Linked DNA regions of Mus musculus: all the other regions are linked to region 1. A link is a contact called in public ChIA-PET, HiChIP or PLAC-seq and promoter capture Hi-C data. All regions are on one chromosome and are shown on one strand. The core of a region is the stretch at or near the end of the contact, and the rest is flanking DNA. Distances in the headings are between cores, read along the strand shown.

Evidence for each region. Promoter capture Hi-C pulls out the DNA fragments that hold promoters and counts their contacts. ChIA-PET counts read pairs in DNA pulled down with a chosen protein or histone mark. HiChIP or PLAC-seq counts read pairs in DNA pulled down with a chosen protein or histone mark.
Region 2: a contact with region 1 is called in an RNA polymerase II ChIA-PET map of memory CD8 T cells, with 26 read pairs. The contact joins the enhancer-like site here to the promoter of Dbnl in region 1. A contact is called at or near these places in 6 of 39 promoter capture datasets (embryonic stem cells, hippocampal neurons, liver and 2 more), 1 of 15 datasets of contacts at CTCF or cohesin (large pre-B cells), 2 of 484 Hi-C or Micro-C datasets (embryonic stem cells and nephron progenitors), 14 of 115 datasets of contacts at active chromatin or transcription factors (astrocytes, bone marrow-derived dendritic cells, bone marrow-derived macrophages and 6 more) and 1 of 9 other capture datasets (liver).
Region 3: a contact with region 1 is called in a promoter capture Hi-C map of pre-B cells, with 4 times the contacts expected there. The contact joins the promoter of Emid1 here to the promoter of Dbnl in region 1. A contact is called at or near these places in 12 of 39 promoter capture datasets (the HPC-7 cell line, cranial neural crest, embryonic stem cells and 6 more), 13 of 115 datasets of contacts at active chromatin or transcription factors (astrocytes, embryonic hindbrain, embryonic stem cells and 6 more) and 2 of 9 other capture datasets (liver and pancreatic islet).
Region 4: a contact with region 1 is called in an H3K27ac HiChIP or PLAC-seq map of double positive thymocytes, with 3 times the contacts expected there. The contact joins the enhancer-like site here to the promoter of Dbnl in region 1. A contact is called at or near these places in 9 of 39 promoter capture datasets (the C10 cell line, the SN4741 cell line, cranial neural crest and 5 more) and 8 of 115 datasets of contacts at active chromatin or transcription factors (astrocytes, double positive thymocytes, embryonic forebrain and 5 more).
Region 5: a contact with region 1 is called in a promoter capture Hi-C map of pre-B cells, with 2.6 times the contacts expected there. The contact joins the promoter of H2az2 here to the promoter of Dbnl in region 1.
Region 6: a contact with region 1 is called in a promoter capture Hi-C map of pre-B cells, with 3 times the contacts expected there. The contact joins the promoter of Zmiz2 here to the promoter of Dbnl in region 1. A contact is called at or near these places in 2 of 39 promoter capture datasets (liver and pre-B cells) and 1 of 9 other capture datasets (liver).
Region 7: a contact with region 1 is called in a promoter capture Hi-C map of hematopoietic stem and progenitor cells, with 7 times the contacts expected there. The contact joins the enhancer-like site here to the promoter of Dbnl in region 1. A contact is called at or near these places in 6 of 39 promoter capture datasets (cranial neural crest, hematopoietic stem and progenitor cells, hippocampal neurons and 2 more), 6 of 115 datasets of contacts at active chromatin or transcription factors (T-cell acute lymphoblastic leukemia, bone marrow-derived macrophages, embryonic stem cells and 2 more) and 1 of 9 other capture datasets (liver).

The regions. Positions count from the first base shown.
Region 1 is chr11:5,787,151-5,789,850 of GRCm38.p6, reverse strand. It overlaps Dbnl (drebrin-like), which reads right to left and starts at 1,368. Exons shown (of 13, transcript NM_001146309.1): 1 at 1,209-1,368. The coding sequence starts at 1,291.
Region 2 is chr11:5,175,979-5,178,850 of GRCm38.p6, reverse strand. No RefSeq gene overlaps it. Among named protein-coding and RNA genes, the nearest start is that of Emid1, 25 kb to the right of the region's middle. Within about 2 kb of position 1,485, at least 89 of the 459 cell types and tissues checked have an H3K27ac peak or open chromatin away from gene starts, as enhancers often do. A contact at or near this core is called in bone marrow-derived macrophages, double positive thymocytes, memory CD8 T cells and 2 more, where this site is marked.
Region 3 is chr11:5,150,799-5,153,745 of GRCm38.p6, reverse strand. Emid1 (EMI domain containing 1) reads left to right here and starts at 1,516. Exons shown (of 15, transcript NM_080595.3): 1 at 1,516-1,624. The coding sequence starts at 1,524.
Region 4 is chr11:5,243,130-5,246,006 of GRCm38.p6, reverse strand. Kremen1 (kringle containing transmembrane protein 1) reads left to right here. Exons shown (of 9, transcript NM_032396.3): 2 at 2,070-2,232. Among named protein-coding and RNA genes, the nearest start is that of Gm25142, 7.3 kb to the left of the region's middle. Within about 2 kb of position 1,591, at least 163 of the 459 cell types and tissues checked have an H3K27ac peak or open chromatin away from gene starts, as enhancers often do. A contact at or near this core is called in the SN4741 cell line, astrocytes, double positive thymocytes and 2 more, where this site is marked.
Region 5 is chr11:6,442,931-6,446,001 of GRCm38.p6, reverse strand. It overlaps H2az2 (H2A.Z histone variant 2), which reads left to right and starts at 1,559. Exons shown (of 5, transcript NM_029938.1): 1 at 1,559-1,665. The coding sequence starts at 1,663. It also overlaps the pseudogene Gm11970.
Region 6 is chr11:6,393,584-6,396,580 of GRCm38.p6, reverse strand. Zmiz2 (zinc finger, MIZ-type containing 2) reads right to left here and starts at 1,456. Exons shown (of 19, transcript NM_028601.3): 1 at 1,293-1,456; 2 at 903-1,013; 3 at 709-823; 4 at 147-349. The coding sequence starts at 952.
Region 7 is chr11:5,214,343-5,217,377 of GRCm38.p6, reverse strand. Kremen1 (kringle containing transmembrane protein 1) reads left to right here. Exons shown (of 9, transcript NM_032396.3): 4 at 1,847-1,971. Among named protein-coding and RNA genes, the nearest start is that of Gm25142, 36 kb to the left of the region's middle. Within about 2 kb of position 1,742, at least 45 of the 459 cell types and tissues checked have an H3K27ac peak or open chromatin away from gene starts, as enhancers often do. A contact at or near this core is called in T-cell acute lymphoblastic leukemia, hematopoietic stem and progenitor cells and regulatory T cell precursor, where this site is marked.

The DNA of each region.
Region 1 (2,700 bases), core at 119-2,618:
GCATGGCTGCTGGGGCAGATGAACAGTGTATGGGGAAAGAGCAAGATCTGCACCCTCAGAAGGAACAATGGGTGGATGAGGCAGGACAATGTCAGACCAAGGTGGAGCAGATGATTCTAGTAGGAGGCTCAATGTGTGCTCGGGAGACAGACACAGGTGAGATCGTGGCCAACCTGGTCTACACAGTGAGTTCCAGGCCAGCCAGAGCTACACAGTCTCAAAAGCAAGCAAGCAAGCAAAGCAAGCAAGGTCAGTGAAGAGTTATAAGCATGGGTGAAGGGCACTGCTAGCTAGGTTGTGAGGTATTCCCCAAACAGTGATGGTTCTGAGACGACTAGAGGGCCAAAAGATAAAGAGGAGAGACAACACAGTAGAACAGAAGAGATGATTGGCCAGAGTTCTGCAATAGGGGAAGTCTCCAGGGAAGACTCAACACAGGCAAACTCAGTATAGCGCCCCTCAGTGCTGACCACAGGGTAGTGGTGGCCCCACCAGAACTCCAAAGTCCAGTTTGTGTTCCCCAGAATTTGTCCACCTGCCATACTCATCAGATGTCTGAGAAACTGAAGCACTAAAAACTGGCTAACGGAAGCATGTTAAGTAAACGGAAAGTGAAAGAGAATTACTATAGACTGGTATGCATGTAGCAGAAACCTAAGAGGGCTCAGCAGGGCCACTCCAGAAACTTCAGATCTAGTTCACAGTACTGTAATGGCTCCTGGGGTGGTGAAGGAAGGATGGAGCCTTTTCTCAAACAGGTGACAGGATCCCATTTTCAGTCCCAGAATCAGGGACCCAGACCTGTGACATCCTTGACTGAGCCCTGTGTGAGCTCATGACCTCAACCCACTGCTCACGCCGCTTTCAAGGTCTCTTCCTGAACTCAGGGTTTAGAAGACGTGGTTTCCGCCTTCCAGGGAGTTGGGGAACTGCGCGGGACCCCTTTGTCCAGTGAGGTCCCAGAAACGCAGAGCCTGGCGGAAAGCAGAAAGCACAACCAGGCAGAGATCTTCAGGGCAGAGCCGACCGACCACTAGGTGGCAGGGGAGAGGCCCGGGGGTACTCGCCGGGGGGACGGCGGTGGCGAGGGTGGGGTAGCATCTCGCTAGGCTTCAGGAAGGTGGACAGGTGATCCTGCAATACTACGGCTACGCCGCGACCTCCACCTTCCCGCTCTGGCGCCTCTCCGGCCCCGCCTTGCTGCCTACCAGTCGGTCGGGGATTTCTCGGTGACTACGCGCACGTAGGCCTCCTGCAGCGCCGGCCCGTTCCGGCTCAGGTTCACCGCCATGGCACGCCCCACGGTCCCCGCGATGCAGCAGCTTCAGCTTTCTGCCGGCCTCCAGTGACGGCCGGAAGCCCCGCCCCGGAGGCCGGAAGCCTCGCCTCTGACGTGCAGAAGCCGCGCCCAAGAGGCCGGAAGCGGAAGTGGAGAGAAGGCGAGCTAGGCTGAGGGTAAAGTTGAGGCGGGGTGCTGGTGAATGAAGATCCACGAGAGGCGGGCCTGCCCGTAGGTCCTCGTTCGTCCGCATCTGCAGGGCGTGGGCTCGATTTAGAGCTTCACGCTGGTTCGTCTCTCATTAGTTAATGTATTTTGTTTAAGAGCAAGCTGTATGCGCGCAGGCGCCTCGGAAATTTCATCTGATAGTCGGACATGATGGCTACGCCTTCAACCCCAGCCTAGCCCGGTGTACAGCGCAAGTTCCAGGATGGCGAGGGCTAGGCAGAGAAGCCCTGTTTGGAAAAACCAAAGAAGAAAAGGAAAAAAACATGAATCTGCTGTGTTAGGCGTAGAGGTACAAGCCTGTGATCCTAGCGCGCAACTGGCAGAGGCAGAAGCTTGAGTTCTAGCCCGGCCTGGGCATTGCCTAGATCTTCTAAATAAAGTAAAATGAAATATTTGATGTGATAGTGGGGTAATGAAGAGAACCTGCTTTGTGCTTCACTTCTATTTCCAGACAGTTGCCTGAACGTCCCTATGAGAGACCATACTCTGTTGTCGTAAACTAAAACGAACCCTTACTTCTCTAAACTGCTTTTAGCTAGGGCATTTTATCACAGCAACAGAAATGAAACTAGAACAGTGGGGGTCGAAGTTACATTTAAAATGTTGCAAGAATGGGGCTGGAAGTGTTGTTCGTGTATTTAATCTCAGCACTGGGGAGGCAGAGGCAAGCCTGGTCTACATAGTTGAGTTCCAGCCTATCTCAAAGACAAAAAAAGGGGTGGAGGGGCTGGAGAGATGGCTTGGTGGTTAAGAGCACTGACTGCTCTTCCAGGGGATCCAGGATTGATTCCTAGCACCTATGTGGCAGCTCACAACCCTCTGTAACTCCAGCCCTAGCCCTCATCTAGTCTCTGCTGGGACTAGGTATGGCCATGGTGCACTTAAACAATCACACAATATAAAAATAAGATGGGTGTGGTGGCACATGACTTCAATCCCTGAACCTGGGAAGCAAAGGCAGATAGATCTCTGAGTTTGAGTCCAGCCTGGTCTACATAGTGGATTACTGGCTATAAGTGAGTCCCTCTCTCAAAAAAGTATTAAAAAAGAAACTTCTGGCTGGGCAGTGGTGGCGCACGCCTTTAGTCCCAGCATTTGGGAGGCAGAAGCAGTTGGATTTCTGAGTTTAAGGCCAGCCTGGTCTACAGGGTGAGTTCCAGGGACAGCCAGAACTATACAGAGAAACCCTGTTC
Region 2 (2,872 bases), core at 236-2,735, 610 kb after region 1:
GACTAGAAAGATGGGGGTGAGAAAAGGGGTTCCACCTGTGCTATGGGGGAGCCACCATCCATGGTGGGTGAAAACTTTCCAGTCTGCTGCTACAGAGTCACACATACTCCTGTAGGCAAGCCTTCACTCATGCTCTGGTCATGTGTGAGCCTTGATGAAACCAAACTCTAGTTTGATATTGCGTTCTTAGAAGAGGGAGGGAGGGAGGAAAGGAAAGGAGGGAGGGAGGGAGGAAGGGATTTACATCTCCCCAGGGAAGAAATTCTCATTGTTCCAACCACAACACAAAGTAGCAGACAGTGAGTGCCCCAGCAAGGGACAGAGGGATGCTCGCTAACCCTGAGACCAGCCAGGCAGGAACCTAGCTTTACAAGAAAAAAAGGGGACTGGCCGGGGCGTGGTGGCGCACGCCTTTAATCCCAGCACTCGGAGGCAGAGGCAGCCGGATTTCTGAGTTCCAGGACAGCCAGGGCTATACAGAGAAACCCTGTCTAGATAAAAAAGAAAAAAAAAAAAAAAAAGAGGGAACTGGGAAGTGGGGGCAGGGGGGGATGCAAACCTATGGACCGGGAGCTCTTAGGGAGCGAGGACTTGGGGCTGCAGCTCATAGGGCTGGCCGTCCCAGGTATATGGCGTTTGCAGGGTCCTGTGCTCCTGATTTGGCTCTGGCTGTTGGCCTCCTGAGAGTCTTCATTATTTTTCCAAGAAGAGACTCTATATTTTCATTTTGCACTGTGGTGCCCACAAATTATAGTCAGTCCTGAGTCCAGAGACTCTGCTGCTGAGGCTAAACACTTTGCCCATCTATGTCTAGCACATACTACATAGATATTTGTGTGCACACCAAACATGTGTATACCCACCATACGTGCATATAGTCCCCGGTACCAGCATACCCTTTCAGACTTCTCCCTCCAAGACCTTTTTAATGATTTATTTATTTACTTCTTTGTGCACTGGTGTTTTGCCTGTATGTATATCTGTTTGAGGGTGTCAGATCCCCTGGAACTGGAGTTATAGGCAGTTGTGAGCTGCCCTGTAAGTGCTGGGAACTGAACCTGGGTCCTCTGGAAGAGCAGCCAGTGCTCTTAACCATCTCCCAGCTCCTACATGGTTCATTTTACCTATAAATATTTACTGAACATCATATGACTGATATGATAGGATATATGATAGTGTTGATGGCAAGGAATACTGGGACAGACAATGGCCTCTGCTTTGTGGAGCCTGAGGCCATGTACCCTGGCCAGGCTGGCCTTCTGGAAGTTACCTGTCTCCTTGTACCAGCTGTAGGCCACTGAGCGCGGAGGACTCCCGCCTGACCTGGCACCTAGCTCAGTTCACCAGAAGCCTACCCAGGGCGTTGGCCATTGGCTCGGTTGGGAATATTCTAGAGGATCCAGTGAGTCTTAGGCGACACAGAAGTTATAGACGCCCATCCTTTCTCAGCCGTGATGAGATGAACCTTTCAGAGATCAAGAGACCACGATCAAAGGGTTTTTATGTCAGTCTTTCCTTCCTGCCTCAGGCTGTGGTAAGCGGCTGTGATGCGCACATCCTGCTTCCTGCCTCTGCTGGCAGCCAGAATCTCTTCTTTAGGGTTGTTTTTTTTTTTTTAAACCACACTAGAGATCATGCCAGGGCCAAGGCAAGAGCTCTACCCTAGCACGTGTTTGTTTGTTTGTTTGTTTGTTTGTGAGGTAGCCTCAAACTCTCCACCTTCTATCTCAGCCTCCAGTATGCTGTGCTTAGAAGTCTGCACACTCAGAGACTCAGAGACTCTGCAGCGCTCAGCCTGAGCCTGGGGCCTTGGGGTGCTCTACCATCGAAGAGTCCCAGGCCTATTCCAGTGTAAACTCACGGGCCTCCAGCCTCAGTGGAATTTCCTAGTGGAATTGCTGTCTTTGTCACCAGTTTGACTCAGCAGCCAGATTTTAAGCCCCGGCCATTGAAAACTCTGCAGTAACGTACCTCAGCTGGTCTTAGGCACTGCCCAGAAAGTATGGCCGACAAAACAGCCCAGCTGTTTGAACAAAAGAAGCTGGTGACATCAGAGTGCCAGGTGGAGCTGCCTTCTCCTCAGACTGAAAGCATGTTCTCATGACGGCCTGTCACAGCTACCCCCTCACTTGAGGCAGGACTGAGTTATGCCCTTCTGGTCTCGGGGACCTGTGAGGTGAATTCTGCTCTGTTTCTCAACAAAACAGCATACAAGTCTACAGAATCGACTCAGTGGGTGTGTGCCTAGGTCCACACAGCATGAGGACCCGAGTTCAGATCTCCAGCATCCAGGTTAAAAAGCCAGGTGTGGTGGCGTGTACCTGCAGTCTAAGTGCTGGGACAACACTGGCCAGCCAGCTTAGCCAAATCAGTACCTCTGAGTTCAGTGAGAGACCCTGCTCAAAAACTAAGGTGCAGAGTGGGTAAGGGAGACACTTGACTTCAACCACTGGCCTACACAGACAGACAGACAGACAGGCAGAGACAGACACACAGACATACAGAGACAGAAAGAGATAGACAGATACACACAGACAGACACACAGATACACAATATACACAGACACACGACAGACACATAGAGAGTAAGTCAGAAAGACAGACACATACAGAAACATAGACACACAAGACACACACAGACACACAGAGACAGAGACAGAAAGACAGACAGATATACAGACAGACAGACAGACAGACAGACAGACACACAAACCACAACAAGAAACCACAAAAACCCAGAAAGTATGGGTTTCTGAACACAGTGACAGGTGGCTGGAGGGCTCCCCATGGGCGCTGGCCCTGACTCCCATGTGATTCAGCCCTGGAAGGCCATGGGAAGCCATGAGTGCTCTGTGTGGATCTGTGGCCACAG
Region 3 (2,947 bases), core at 267-2,766, 640 kb after region 1:
CCCACAGGTCCAGGAGAAGCAAGCCCCAGGACTCAGACTGTCTTTGTTTCCACACAGAGATGGGCAAGCAACCACAGGAGCATGGCCCCTTGCACAGCTGAGCTGGGCAAAGATTCCCTGACCTAGGCTGCTCACTGCTGGGGCGTGCAGTAGACGTCTTCTGTGACCTCCCTTGGTGACGACTCTGCTCTTGTGTAGAGCTGGGCACAGTATCGAACCCAGCATGCAGGAGGCAGAGGCAGACAGACCTCTGTGAAATGAAAGCTAGCCATATTATATATGTGTGTGTGTGTGTGTGTGTGTGTGTGTGTGTGTGTGTGTGTATTTGTTCCAGACCAAGCCAGGACATATAGAGAGCTCATCTAAAAGAAAGAAAGAAAGAAAGAAAGAAAGAAAGAAAGAAAGAAAGAGAAAGAAAGAAAGAAAATCATACTTCATATACACACATATGTACATATATGTGTGTACATATATGTACATATATGTGTGTACATATATGTACATATATGTGTGTACATATATGTACATATATGTTCATATACACACATGTTCATATACACACACATGCACACGTGTACACAAACATGATATGCATGCATACAGGCATCTCACGTGTACACAGACATACATGCATACACATGCCCACCACACAAACACATACATTGTTCATTCAAATATGGCGTACATAAGCAAATACTGCCCATGCTCACAAACACATCGTGTACACACAGATTCAGCACATACATGTTTACAGCGCCGTGCATGCATACAACATTATCCATGCACACAAATAGTCTATCATGTCAGCACAGGCAAACTCCTCGCACCTGCTATGCCGCGTGGAATGTGCCTGAGTCCCACCCAGGCCCTCTGCTCTCAGCCAGTCCTTACCTTAGGGAATGGGAAATTGAGGCCTATGCCAAAATGCTGTCTACACTTGTGCTTAGACCCCAACACTGAGATGAGGGGATTGTGGGTCTGGGGTTACTCTGCCAGAGTGCTCTGGGCCTTAGTGTCTCCCTGTAAAACAGGTATAAGGGTCACTGCACTTAGGGGACGCGGGAGCACCTGAGCCTCGGGTTTCTCCTCCGTAACATGGGCGACCTAGCCAGCCCAACACGGAGTGATGAAAGCTTTAGTCAGGGCAGGATGTATGGGGTGAGATGCCTGGGACAATGGCACAGCTCGCGCAGGAAGCCTGTGTTAGGTCGATGGGAAGATCCTGTGTGTTTCGGGAACCCAGTTCCGCAAAGATGTCAAAGATGTGCGTCCAGAGGCGATCGCTCTGGAGTGGTGGGTTCAGGTCCTGGCAGCGTTGCGGGGACGAGGGGGCGGGTGCGGCCAGGGCCTCAGTTTCCCAGTCTGCGGCTCAGGTGGGCACCTGGAGGGCGTCCTGGCGGGGGCGCGGACGGCTTCCGGGTTGGCGGGGGGCGGGGGGCGAGGGGCGGGCGAAGCCGAGCGCCCCCGCCCTGCTCCGCCCGGAACCGGCTCTGCGCGCCCGCGGCTGCGGTGGGGACGACAGCATGGGCGGCCCGCGGGCCTGGACGCTGCTCTGCCTCGGGCTCCTGCTCCCGGGAGGCGGCGCCGCGTGGAGCGTCCCGGGCGCCCGGTTCTCGGGTCGCAGGTAAGTCTCCCCTAGCTCTGTGCAATCCCAGCACTGGGGTGAGGGAAGCAGACCCCAGCTCCGTGCAACCCCGAGACTGGGACAGGGACCCGACCCCAGCTCCGTACAATCCCGCGACTGGGGCAGAGACCCGATCGCAGCTCTGTGCAACTTCAGGGTCTGGGACAGAGACCCGACCCCAGCTCCATGCAACCCTAGGACTGGGACAGAGACCCGACCCCAGCTCCTTGCAATCCCGGGACATCGGAGGCAGTCCGAGACTGTTGCAGGGGCTCCATCGCTCATCTCTATACCATAAGCAGTGGGAGCAGGGGTTTGGCACGCTGTGCTCAGGATAGCCGGCTCACCTACTTCTGTGTGAAAGAACAGACGGCCTCCCCTACTGAGATCCCGGAGGCCCCAGAAGGTGGACCCATGGCAATGCAACAGAGCTTCCCAGGACTTCTGTGGGTCTCGCCCAAGCCCCCCTTCCCTTCATGTACATGTAAAATGCCAGGATCACCCCTTAGCCAGCCCTTCAGGAATCCCCTCTCTTTTCCCCTGCTACTGTCTTTTTCTTCTTTCTTTCTTTCTTTTTTTTTTTCTTTTTTCTTTTTTTATGTCCCAGCTATTTATTTCACTCGGAGGAAGGACTGGGGTGGAGACTGCACAGTGGGTCAGTGTCAGAGGCCCCCTGGGACCTGGCATTTGGTTGGACCTCCCAAAAGCCTATGACTCTCTGCCGGCCTTTGTGGAGTGTTTCCCAGGATCGGGTCCTGTGGGGCTTTTTCTAGACAGTGCCTTCAAGACTGGAGGATGTAGGGAAACTTGTCCCCACTCAATAGAGGGGCAAACTGAGACTAATGTGCTCGTGGTGGGTATTCATGGAAGAGCTGGGATTCAGCTCTCCCTTTCTGGACTCGATGGCAGAGTTTGAACCTGCCCTGGCCCCTGCTCTGCCTGTAGCCCCTGCCCCTGTCTCCAGGACAGACAATGTGGACTAACCAGGCCTCTTAGGCCTTTCAGCCCATTCAAAGGCCCGTGAGGGCCCCACCCCCCTGTGGCCTCACTTCTTTCTTTTTAGAAGTTTCCCTTTCTTGTGGTCAGAGGCCAGCAACCCCCCCTGGGAGCTAGCAAAAGCAGGTGACCGGGTAGAGCAGGCTCAGGGGTAGAAGTGGCTGAGGCAGCAGAGGTCAGGCAGTTAGCTGTCTGAGATGGGAACAGCCGAGTGGCAGATGTGGCAGATGCCACAGCACCCCTACAGTGTGCCAACCACAGCTGGTGTGGGCTGGCACTTTTCCTGCATCCATTGCTTCTAGAACCTTCCCAGCTGCTATCTAGGCT
Region 4 (2,877 bases), core at 342-2,841, 540 kb after region 1:
TATGCTCTGGTCATCCTTAGACCATTTAGAACACCCAAACTATTACAATGTGTGAATAGCTGTCAGCTCATACCATTCAGGGGGTGATGTCTAGGAAGATGCCAGTGTGTGTGTGCAGTTGGCTGACCCTGTGTTCAGTGTGTGCATCCTGGATTTAGGGCTGTGTATGTATGTGTGTATGATAGTGAGTACTGTGGACAGATGAAGGGGGCAGGGGTGGGCAGAGATGGGAAGGGGATTCTGAGGGGCAATGTTTATCTTGCAACTGGAAATATTAGAGGAAGAACATTTGGGCAGGAAATGGAAAAGTATGTTCCCAGGATTAAGAGCAGACCAGCGTGGCTTGACCGCGATGAGTAACTAGGGGCAGAGCCAGGCTTCCAGCCCAGAGGCTCTCAGACGCCCATAGGACAAACCTTAGAGTTCTGGGGGGGGGGGGGGCTGTAGAGCAGAAGAGGAAAGGGAGCCCTGAACTGCTCTCTCGCGGTCAGTGGGTCCAAAACAGAGGTGAAGGAGAGGAAGGGTGCTTCCACTGGAGTCCTGGGTGTGGTCGAGTGCTCTGGCTGCCTCCTGGGTAAAGAGGAGTGTGCTAAATCAGTATGGCTGGCATACATGTGAACACTGTAAACTGATGTGCCTGATGTTGACTTGACCAAGGCCGCAGAGCCTGTCAGCAGCAATCAAACAACAAGCCAACACTGAGCCTTTAGTTGGTATCTGCCAATCTATGCTGAGTCGATGTGCCCAGTTATCTTTGAGCTTTTTCTTAATGTAGACCCCTAGTAGACAATCCTCTTGGTAATTGAGGACTCACACTTACTAACTAGTATTGCACCAGGCATGGTAAGTTGCTATGGTTTCCTGTCTCCTAGAATTCTAGATTAGTTGAGCTGTCCATAAACGGTGCCATTCCAGACCAAACACAGAGAGCAGCTGGTAGGAGGAAGGCGTGACTGGAAGAGAGCCGCTTTGTGGACGGTTTCTCTAAGCAGTCAGATGGCTTTCAGGATAGAGCTGTGTTCCTGTTGTCCACATGCCTATTAGTCTAGAGCAGGCACATGCACTTTCCAGCGGGAGACTACACCACGTCCTTATTACCGGAAGTTATAGGTCACTGTGAGCTAGGAGAAGGAAAGAGGGAGAGCTGAGCATGTTGGTGTGACTCCCCAGACTGTCAGGGTCCCAGTGATACATCTTAGAGAAGTGTTTGAAGTGCTTCTATCTGTCAGTTTTAACTAAGCTAATTTTAAAAAATCGCTCTTTGTACTCCGCCTTTCCCATGAACCTCTGTGAGTTTAATGCATACAAGATGTGGGAAGCCTGTCAGCCTCAGCCCCACCCCCAGTCTGAGAAGTGGATTTTAGAAGTACATGATTGCACCTGCAAGGACTGTCATTTCATAAAATGGGACCTGAGACCATTTTGACACATTTTCTAGGAAAGCACTTCAGGGGGAGGTGAGAGAAAGTGCCACCCCCGTCCTCCGTTGCCCCTGTTTTCTTGCACGTCAGACTGCGCAGGGAGGACTGACTGTTCCTCATTCCCAGGGAGTGTGAGTCATCCCCGATTTGTGTGATTGGGATTCCAAAGCGTTGCTGTGTCCGATGCTTATTAAATCCAAGTGGCCTCGCAGCCTTTCCGACTGTAGGGGAGCTCTCAGTTACAGCTGCTGCCCTGGTTCTAGTTACCGCAGGGAGATGCTGGCGAGCGCAGGGGCCCCCTCGGAGGGCCCCCAAAGTCCACGCGCATGGCTGTTAGCAACTATCTAGATTTGAAGGTTTCCTGGCTCACGTCGTGGACTTCAGCACACCAGCTCTGTGATTATCTCTTCACTGGGACCTGCACACTTCAAGGGGAAATGTCCCAGTGCCCCAACAAGCTGGTGCCAAGAGTGCCAGTGTTACAGGGCACCTTTTTGCAGATTCAGTCAGCCCAGCAGGCCGCCCAAGATCTAGCAAAACATGATCCATTTCTAGCTTGATCCAAACAAAACAAATAAAACATTCACCAGAGAGGGAGGAAACTATAAATGTTGCCAGAAAATGAGTATGCTGTTCTCCTCCTTCCAGAGTGCTTCACAGCCAACGGTGCAGATTACAGGGGAACACAGAGCTGGACAGCGCTGCAAGGTGGGAAGCCATGTCTGTTCTGGAACGAGACTTTCCAGCATCCGTACAACACGCTGAAGTACCCCAACGGGGAAGGAGGACTGGGCGAGCACAATTATTGCAGGTAAGATGGGGCCATAGCGCTTCAAGATGATCTCTCATCTCCTCTTCCAGCCTTTCGCACAACTGGAATGCTTGCTTACCTCCTGTTGGCCAACTCAGAGAACCATATCATTGTTTGTTTGTTTGTTTGTTTGTGTTTGTTTGTTTGTTTGTTTTTGTTTTTTTGGTTTTTTTTTTTTTTGAGACAGGGTTCTCTGTGTATCTCTGGCTGTCCTGGAACTCACTCTGTAGACCAGGCTGGCCTCGAACTCAGAAATCCACCTGCCTCTGCCTCCCAAGTGCTGAGAATAAAGGCGTGCGCCACCACTGCCCGGCCATATCAGTTTTTAAGATGAACTAATCCGAGCCAGAGAGATGGCTCAACAGTTAAGAGCACTTAGCACTCTTCCAGAGGACCCAGGTTCAGTTGCCAGCACCCACATGGGAGCTCAGAACATCTGTAACTCCGGTTCTGGGGTATCAGACACCTTCTTCTGACCTCTCCAGACACTGCACATGGTACACAGATAAACATACAGTGAAGCACGCACAAGAAATAAAAGTAAATAAAAATGAATTCATGTCTTTTTTTTCTCTCTTCCTCTCTCATTTTTCTCCACCTTAGTTTGCTTTATGCTGGCATTCACAGCAGTGCCTTCTCTGGTCA
Region 5 (3,071 bases), core at 310-2,809, 660 kb before region 1:
GGTCAGAAAATGTAGGGAATTCAATACTTAGAAGTATAATGGTTGGTACACTGGTAAGACCATTATCATTTGATTACAGTATTGCCTGGGGAACTGATTCCAAACTTGAACACAGGGTTCTGTTATCTGAACACATTATTCCATTCATTCCACTCACAGTTGTCCATATCTTCATATCTTTTTTTAAAAGATTATGTGTGTGTGTGTATACACTTGCTATACTCCAGACACACCAGAAGAGGGCAACAGACCCAATTACAGATGGTTGTGAGCCACCATGTTGTTGAGAATTGAACTCAGGACCTCTGGACAAGCAGTCAGTGAACCACTGAACCACCGCTCCAGCCCCATGTTTGTTTGTTTTTGAGAAAGGGTTTCTTTGTGTAGTCCTGGCTGTCTTGGAACTTGCTTTGTAGACCAGGCTGGCCTGGAACGCAAAAATCCACCTGCCTCTGCCTCCTGAGTGCTCGGATCAAAGACGTCACCCCACCCCACCCCACCCACTCCCCTCAAGTACTTGTCCATATATTTAAATGAATAATTCATTTAGAAGTTCATCCCTTCCTCGTTTAGCATTAAAATTATTTTTTCATAAAGACCTGCTCCAAGTTGCTTCTTCTGATGGAGGTTGATCTCAGAGCTATAGTCCCTGTCAAAAGAAACAATTCAAATTTTGAGACAGGTATTGTCTAGCTGGAGATAAATTTCTAAAACAATGGCTTGGAAAAATCCTACCACAAGAACGAAGTCTCAATACAACAACAAACAAACAACAACAAAAACCGTAGAAAACTATTTTGCTCACAACTAACTCCTACAACTGGTCTGTGCTTCCTAATGGGAAAAAAATTAAGCTTTGAAGCTGGAACCAGAACAAAGTCTAAGACTTCTGATGAAGGCTGTATGCAAATGACTACATTCACCTAAGTGCGTTTCTCTAGCTGAGAAATGGATGTGGCTCTCCCAAATCTCCCGGGCTCATTGATGATCACAAAAATAATAAAACCTTTTAAAGTTGTGTGAATGGGTTGGCGATAGCTAGAGAATTTAACTAGGTGCGGACTACGATATACACTTATTCCTAAATTTTCACAATAGCTTTTGCACAAAGGTAACTCTACTTTAGACATTTGACCCTGTGCTACCTAAACGTTCCCCTTAAACTTGTTGCAATTGAAGAAAAACAAAGCAAAGAAGTCCTGGCGGGCTCTGAAATGGGCGGGAAAGGCACAGCTGTGCCGAATCGCTCCAGTCTATTGGTTCACCGAGCTGTTGTTCCCAGCCTCCCGCCCCCGTGCGGCCGACAATGTTTTCATTGGCTTTCCTCCTCTCTCATTGGTTCATTCTTCTGTTCATCAGAAGTCCGCGCAAGGAGAGCGGCGGAGAGAGTGTCAATGTTTGGTCGGAGGGCCCACCTCCAAGGGCCGTGTGCAAAAAACAAACAGCGGTTAGGGAGGCGGCACCGGGAGGGCGGAGTTATGGCTAGAAGGAAGCGTACAATTGGCCGGCCGCCGAGGTTCAAACGAACAACGTGAGCGGCTATTGGTGGAGGCGGCGCGAGGCGGGCCCCGGGCATTGTCCCGCTCTGGCTGCGGCGGTCCGACTGCGAGAGCGGCGGCGGCGGCGGCGCGGGGCTGCAGTGGGCGTCGCGCGGCCGAGACCATGGTGAGTGCGGGGTCGCGCGTGGAGTGGGCGCGCAGAAGCCCCGGACGGCTGCTCCACCTGGGGGATCGGGAGTGGGCGGTGTCGCGCTTCGGAGCCGGAGTGCCCGCTGTTCCGGACTCCGCCGGGGGTTGGGGGGGCGCGCCGGACGCGGGAGGCAGAAGCAGGGGGGCGGGTGCTGCGCCGCACAGAGGAGGTCCGGCTGTAGCCCTGCGAGTTCTGAGGCTTCGGCTCAGGGTTACGTAATGCCCCCCGCTGAGGATCGGAGGAGTTCTGATCCTGCCCACCAGAACCGCTCGCCTCGTCAGCGGCTTGCCGGTTATTCTTTGGAATAGAAGTTTATTTACTTGGCTTCATCTTAAAGTATCTTTTCATTCTGTAGTTTAGATCTAGTTGAAAGTGACTTCTAAAGAAAGAAAGTGAGTAAAACTTTAGCCCCATTCTGAAATTGAGGGGAAAGTCCTAAAACCAATCGAGACCTATGTGTTTCACCAAGATTAAGGGGAGTGACGCTCTCTTTTTGGAATTATATTTCTGTCGGTATCCTGCTTGAAATATGCTTTCGCTGTTATAGAAATAGTAAGCCTTCCCAAGAAGGACTCTCTGCATGCACTTAGAGATTAGTTAAGGAAAAGCTCTTTATCTTTTCTTTGACGCTTGTCTGGCTGGGCTAAGACTCAAGCAAGAGCCTGCCTCCAACTGAAGAGCTTACTAATTTATGTACATTTTAGATGTGTGCATTCCACAGACTCTGTTATCCTGACATCTCTTTTGAGGTCCCAGGTTACACTTTGAACAATTTAAGCAGAGACAGGAGATTGCAAGTCTGACCGCTGAAGTGGATAGATTTATACATATTACTACATATGGCTAGGAGTATTTTTAAGTATGCCACTGTTCTTTTTCAAAGTTATTACCGAGGGTCATCATACCTACCTTGCAGAATTACAAGCTGGTTTATCTTTATCTGGGCCTAACTGCTGGTCATAGATCAGTTCTGTCTCCTTTGTCACGGGAATGAGTCTGATTGGGTGGCCCATCCTGGTGAACAGTTGTCTCCTAACATCCTAAGTTCCATGTTTTTAATTTGCAGGCCTGCTTAGCATACTGCTTATCTTCGAGGGGTTTGAGAGGCGGTCCACCTTTAGCTAAATTTCACTTGGGCCAATGTTTCCTGAGCAAATCTATTACTAAATCCATTGTAACATCAGTTTTATTACTTTGTGTTTCATCTACATTTTCACATGATAGGTACTTTATTTTTGGGTTTTTTTTTTTTTTCTTTTTCTTTCTTTCTTTTTTTTTTTTTTTCGGTTTTTGGTTTTTCGAGACAGGGTTTCTCTGTATATAGCCCTGGCTGTCCTGGAACTCACTTTGTAGACCAGGCTGGCCTCGAACTCAGAAATCTG
Region 6 (2,997 bases), core at 207-2,706, 610 kb before region 1:
TTAATTTTCTCTCCCCTCCCTCCACTCACTTCTTCCATTCTCAACAGAACTTCCACTGTAGCTACTAGAGACAGTAGGGGAGGAGCAGGCAACATCCAACCCTTCTGCAGGACTGACAGGCTGATGGTTTCAAGTCACTGGCTTACCCAGTAGTGAAGCTGGATCCCCCAGGGTAGCTCCCTCGGCCATACACGCCTTGCTGTACGTAGCTCTTGCTAGCACCTCCTTCAGCAAACGCCTGCTGTCCCAGGCACTGCGGGGAGGTCAAGGCAGAGCTGCCACCTGCCACACCAGGCATCATGGAACCACCAGGGGGGCTTCCTGCAGGGCCCATGGGGTTCCCTAAAACCTACAAGGAAGTGGGAGTCACCAGAGAGAACCAGCCAAACTACTGTCTTTAAGACACAGCCCTAAAGTGCTAGATGCCAAGAGATGCCCAGCAAATGGGGGAGGACCTGGGTGGCAGGAGTGGTTGTCTATAGTTCTGACTGGAAGGGTCTCTGGAGCCAGGGGAAGACATCCCATGGTAGTACAGAAGAAAGGCACCTAGTGACTTGAGACCCTCAGGAAGCCCCATCCTTGTGCTTCAGACAGTCCGCTTGGTCCCTGGTTCTTGGAGCCCTAAGATGGTAGAGGCACCACCAAGACTCTGGATCCTGAGGGCTGGGGGGTGGGGGTGGGAGTGGGGTGGCCCTGATACACACTCACCTGGCTCTGGGTTGCGTTGCCAACTCCCCACACAGTAGTGACCACAGACAGTGACCCAGCTGGCTGAGTGGCACTTTGTTGCCAAGGCACAGACTCATATGCAAATGAACCATCACTAAAAGAGAGCAGCTGGTTAAGGCAGGGTCAGAAGGCCAAGGGCTTGCTAGAGGCAGGCCACAGAAGCCCACACTCACCCGTGTGGTGCAGGGGGCAGGGCGGGTTTCATGGGGTTCATGGGGTTCATTGGTGATGGAGCAGCCTACAGGCCCAATGTGCTGGAGCTTATCCGGGAGTTGCTGCTCCGGCTGCGGGACAGGAGGGAGAAGGCAGGAGCTTAGATGCTCATGGTAGCACGGACAAAGCCAGGGTAGTAGCGTTGGCAAATGTCAGCCCAGAATGCAGTGCAAAGCAACTCTAACAAGGGCTCTGTCATCTTAAGCCATTGGATCAACCCTGGAAAGGGCTTTCTGATATCAAATACTTCCCACATTCCCTTTCCCATATAAATCATAGGAAGCCAGGAACCCTCAGCAGGCCCTGGAGAAGGTCAGAGGGGTAGCCCCCACCCTGCGGAGCCCAGAGACCTGAGAAGGAGCAGAGCTTGAGTGTTCTTTGAGGCAGATGCTGAAAAGTCAGGCAGCAGATGTACAACGGCAGTCCATCCACCAGGTTGGCCTTAGGGTGGCTGTACCGACACGGCTGACACAGGACACAGGCACTGACCCAGCCCCTGGTTGGCAGCTCTCTCCTATCAAGAGGGTGGCAGAAGGGCTTCAGGTCACAGGACCTTCAAGCTGATCCAGACGACTTGAGGGGAGCAGGCGTGTGTGTGTGTGTGTGTGTGTGTGTGTGTGTGTGTGTGTGCGCGCGCGCGCGTGCGTGCATGTATGCATGCATGTAGGTGCACACACACACACACATACACACACACCCCTGAGACAAATATGACCTTAAGTATATGGTCAAGTGGACATCTTGCCCCCCCCCAAAGACCCATCTGTGACACTTGTGAATTCCCAACATGGCAGTGACACACACAGCACAGCAGGTGTGGGGGGTAGTCACAAAGCCAGACCATGCTAACGCACATCTACAAGATGGGACCAACTGGGCTTCATTCTTAGAAAACCGTAGCAGTGGCTGGTGGACAGGGAGGCAACAGCAGGTAAGAGCAGCGACTGGTACAGAAGACTCCCACTCCTTGCCTTTCTCAGTGCCTCATCCACTCAGGTCCTAATATACCCTGGACCACATGCGTGCCTACCTCTGCTTGGTCTCACCAGAATGGCACACAAGCCATGTGTTGGGCACTTCTCAGGGACCTCTGGGAAGGCCTGGGTGCTCCTGTCTGAAACCCTCTCTTGGTAGGGGCTGTGTGATTGCCACACATACCTTTTGAACCATTATCAGATCTGGTGATTTCCATCTTCCACTCAGCACTCACAAGCCTCTTGTCTAGGGGAGAGAGGGGTATCGCAGCACCCACTCAGCTCTGGAACAAACATTTCTTTGTGCTTACCACTCAGGGCTCAGTACAGACCTGGAGGCTCTGCAGGGCAGGGCTACACACACAAAGCCCCAGAACGGATAAGAGAAAGAGAGAAAAGGGGACTGTGACTTGCCCTTGCCTGGGCAGCCTTAGGCTCCCAGAGATCCTTCTCACACCCAGCACCAGGCTACCAGGGAAGAGAAACCTCATCCACCTCATCCACAGGCTCTGTCCCCTGGCCCTCAGAGGCAACTACACTTGATTCTAGCCCAGGCCAGGTCCTGCCTAGGCAGCTGGAGACAGAATGTGCCAGACTGGCAGCAGAGGCTGGCATCTATGTTGCTCCTGCTGGATCCTGGCAGCTGACCTGGTGGGAAGAACTCCTCCCAAGATCTGACATGTGGGGTCTGGAACAACCATGTGGATGTCAGGAAATAGGAACAGGAATCAAGACAAAAGCACGACTTAATGGAAAAGAGAAGAGATGGGAAAATAGCCACACAAATACTCCCAGAGACACCAAAGCAATTCAGTGGAGGAAGGACATCTCTAACAAGTGGTACACGAGCAACTAGAGCCTACCAGTAAACAAAAAACTTCAGACACAAAATATGACGGGGGTGGGAGCATCTCTAGATGTAGCTTAATGGCAGAGCACTTGCCCTGTGTGCTTACACACGTCATGCTCTGAGTTTGAGCCTCACTACTGTAACAACAACAACCGAGTCACAGCATATACCAAAATGAACTAGGTCCTAGGTTTAAATGTAAAATACAAACTATAAAATGTTTAAGAAAAT
Region 7 (3,035 bases), core at 493-2,992, 570 kb after region 1:
TCATGAGCCACCACGTGGTTGCTGGAATTGAACTCAGGACCTATGGAAGAGTAGTCAGTGCTTCTAACCTCTGAGACATTGCTTCAGCCCCATTTTTTTTTCTTTTTTCTTTCTTTTGGTTTTTTTTGAGACAGGGTTTCTCTGTGTAGCCCTGGCTGTCCTGGAACTCACTTTGTAGACCAGGCTGGCCTCGAACTCAGAAATCCACCTGCCTCTGCCTCCCAAGTGCTGGGATTAAAGGTGTGCACCATCAACGCCTGGCTCCAATTTTTTCTTTATGATTGAGTAAAACTCAGTTGTCTTTGTATCACATTTTTTAATCATTCATTTGTTAACGGGTAATTAGACTGATTCTACAAAAACCGCCTATATACTCTGTACTAAGTTGACTTGGGTTCCCTTGGTGTGTTTAGAGTGATCTTGTTCGATTTTTTAAAAGATATTTTTATTTTATGTGTCTGTGCCTGCATGTATGTATGTATGTATGTATGTATGTATGTATGTATGTATACCATGTGATGTCTGATGTCTGCAGAGGCCAGAATAAGGCATCTGGAGTCCCTGGAATTGGAGTTACAGAAATGTCTTGAGCCAGTGTTATAGATGCCAGGAGTCCAACCTGTGTCCAACGGGAGAGGAGCCAGTGCTCTTGTCCTTGGAACCTTCTCTCCAGCCCCTTTGTTAGTTTGTTTCCTTATTTATTTGTTTACTTTTGAAACATCCAAATGTATTGTGAGGCCCAGATTGGCCTCAAATTTACCACTCCTACTTTAACCTCAAATCCCGGGGCTGTGTGCCTGTGCTTTCCACTCGAGCTCCCCCAGTCTCCTGGAACCATTTAAATCTGATCGCTTCACTTTTGGGGGATGGGAGGGGGTAGCAGATGCCACAGCATACATGTGAAGACCAAAAAACACCTTTTAGGAGTTGGTTCTCTCTACCATGTGAGTTCCACAGATCAAACCAAGGTCACCAAGCAAGCAACTTTAACCCTGAGACACTGCCAGCCTGCTTCGCCCATCTGTCTGTCTGTCTGTCTGTCTGTCTGTCTTTCTCTCTATCTCTCTTTAACAAGCTAGGCCTTGACTGCTTTTGCACACTAAGCTATGAACTCATGAGGACCAGCTCCAGAAGTCCAGGCCCCTCCCCAGTAGTTCGCGTGAAACGTGCTCCTCCGGCGGAGCTGGCCGGTGCTCTGGGGAACACGGGCCTTCTCCTTGGCATCCTTTTCTCTGACAGGTTTTTCCATCACCAGTTTTAGGAAACTACCTTGGCTCTCGGTGCCTAACATGTTCCATGTGCACATTACTTCTCTTGGCGAAGCGTGCCTTCACCTGCTTGTTTACAGGGATGCCTGTGGTGTGCTGAATGAGGTTAAAGACACTTCCGGTTGTGCTGTGGTAACAGTGTTCATTCCCTCGATGCCCACAGTATCAGTCTTCTTGTAGATTTGCATGTACGTGGCCAAAGGAATCCCTCCGGGTTTCCTACCAGGGTTCCTCTGTTCTTTCCCTCTGGGTGTGTCATTAACTGAGTTACTGGAAGATGGGTGCTATGGGACAGAAGCAAAGCCACCTTCTCTATTCTAAGACATTGTTCCTGCTTCTTTTCAGTACTAAATTCTCCCGACACGGAGAAAGTAAGCTGGGGATCTGTGTGCCACATTTCCTTGCAGATGGTGTAGAGAACACTACCAGAGGGTCCGCTTAGAGCTTGTTGTCATTTGCCTGTGTTGTAACTCAGGGTGTAAACACTGTGGGCAGAGCACACCTGGCACAGACCGCATTTCCTTCTTAGTGTTTCCCAGCCAGATGTTGTGAAATTCTTCTGTTTTGTTTGTCTCTAGTGCCTGGAAACCTTGGCTGCTACAAGGATCATGGAAACCCACCTCCTCTCACGGGCACCAGTAAAACCTCTAACAAGCTCACCATACAAACCTGTATCAGCTTCTGTCGGAGTCAGAGATTCAAGGTACCAGCTCCACAGCGTACAACTCTAGAAAAGATAACGATAAATTCCAGCAGCCCACTTGTCAGGTCACATGGAAAGAGTAGGCTGGGGAGTTGGAGCACAGGCAGCATTCATGTAAAGATGGGGAGAGGGGTCCCCGGTAGCCTCCTCTCAGCCCTTGTCTGTTATGATCAGGGATGCTAATGACTCCTTAGAGTCAAGCCAAGGCGGTGGGTCCCTTCTGTGGCAAACTACCATGCCTTACCTCTTTTCCAAATGTTCTTTTCTTCTTCTTCCTTCCTTCCTCTCTCTCTCTCTCTCTCTCTCTCTCTCTCTCTCTCTCTCTCTCTCTCTCTCTCTTTCTTTCTCTAAAATGTATTTCCCAATCACTAAGGGTCAGTAGTGCTGTTTTGTATTAAATTAGACAGAAGATCCCGCCCTCTCTCCTTTTTTTTTCTCCCTTTCCTTAACCAAGTCAGTCTAAAAGCCATTAATTAAGCCCAAGACAGAAGGATACCATACTCATGTGAGGAAGGCAGATAAGCGAGGCAGTGGACCCCATGGCCCTGCGGTTTGTTGCTTGTGCAGAGCGTGAGTATGTACTGAGTGTTTCAGAGCCGGCATGCTCTGGCTGCTGGAGAAGGGACATGCAAATGTGGAAGCTGGGGAACCTGAAAGGAAGTCCAGAGAGTGGTGGAGGAAGCAGGTAGATAGTAATGTTATATGACTGTGCAATGGCTGTGTGTGCACACACATACACTTCATCACTATCCTTGCCACACACTGATAACGGGGAGTCTAGCCAGCACTCAGGTCTCCACCAGAAAGCAGCTCTGTTGGGAAATTACCCATTCTGTGTTCAAAGCACAAGATGTGTTCATAACATCTTGTGTAGGACAGAAACAGTACAGATTCATCAACTGGATGAAGCTGCCTTGAAAGGGGTTCCATGACCTAAATCTGACAGCTTTAAGCTTCAGAGAGTGATAGTAACAGATGCATCTTATTGACTAAGATGAGAGCACCCCACACCACTCCCAGTGGTGGCCGAGTGAGAAGAGAAACATTGGTGATTAGGAAATGCA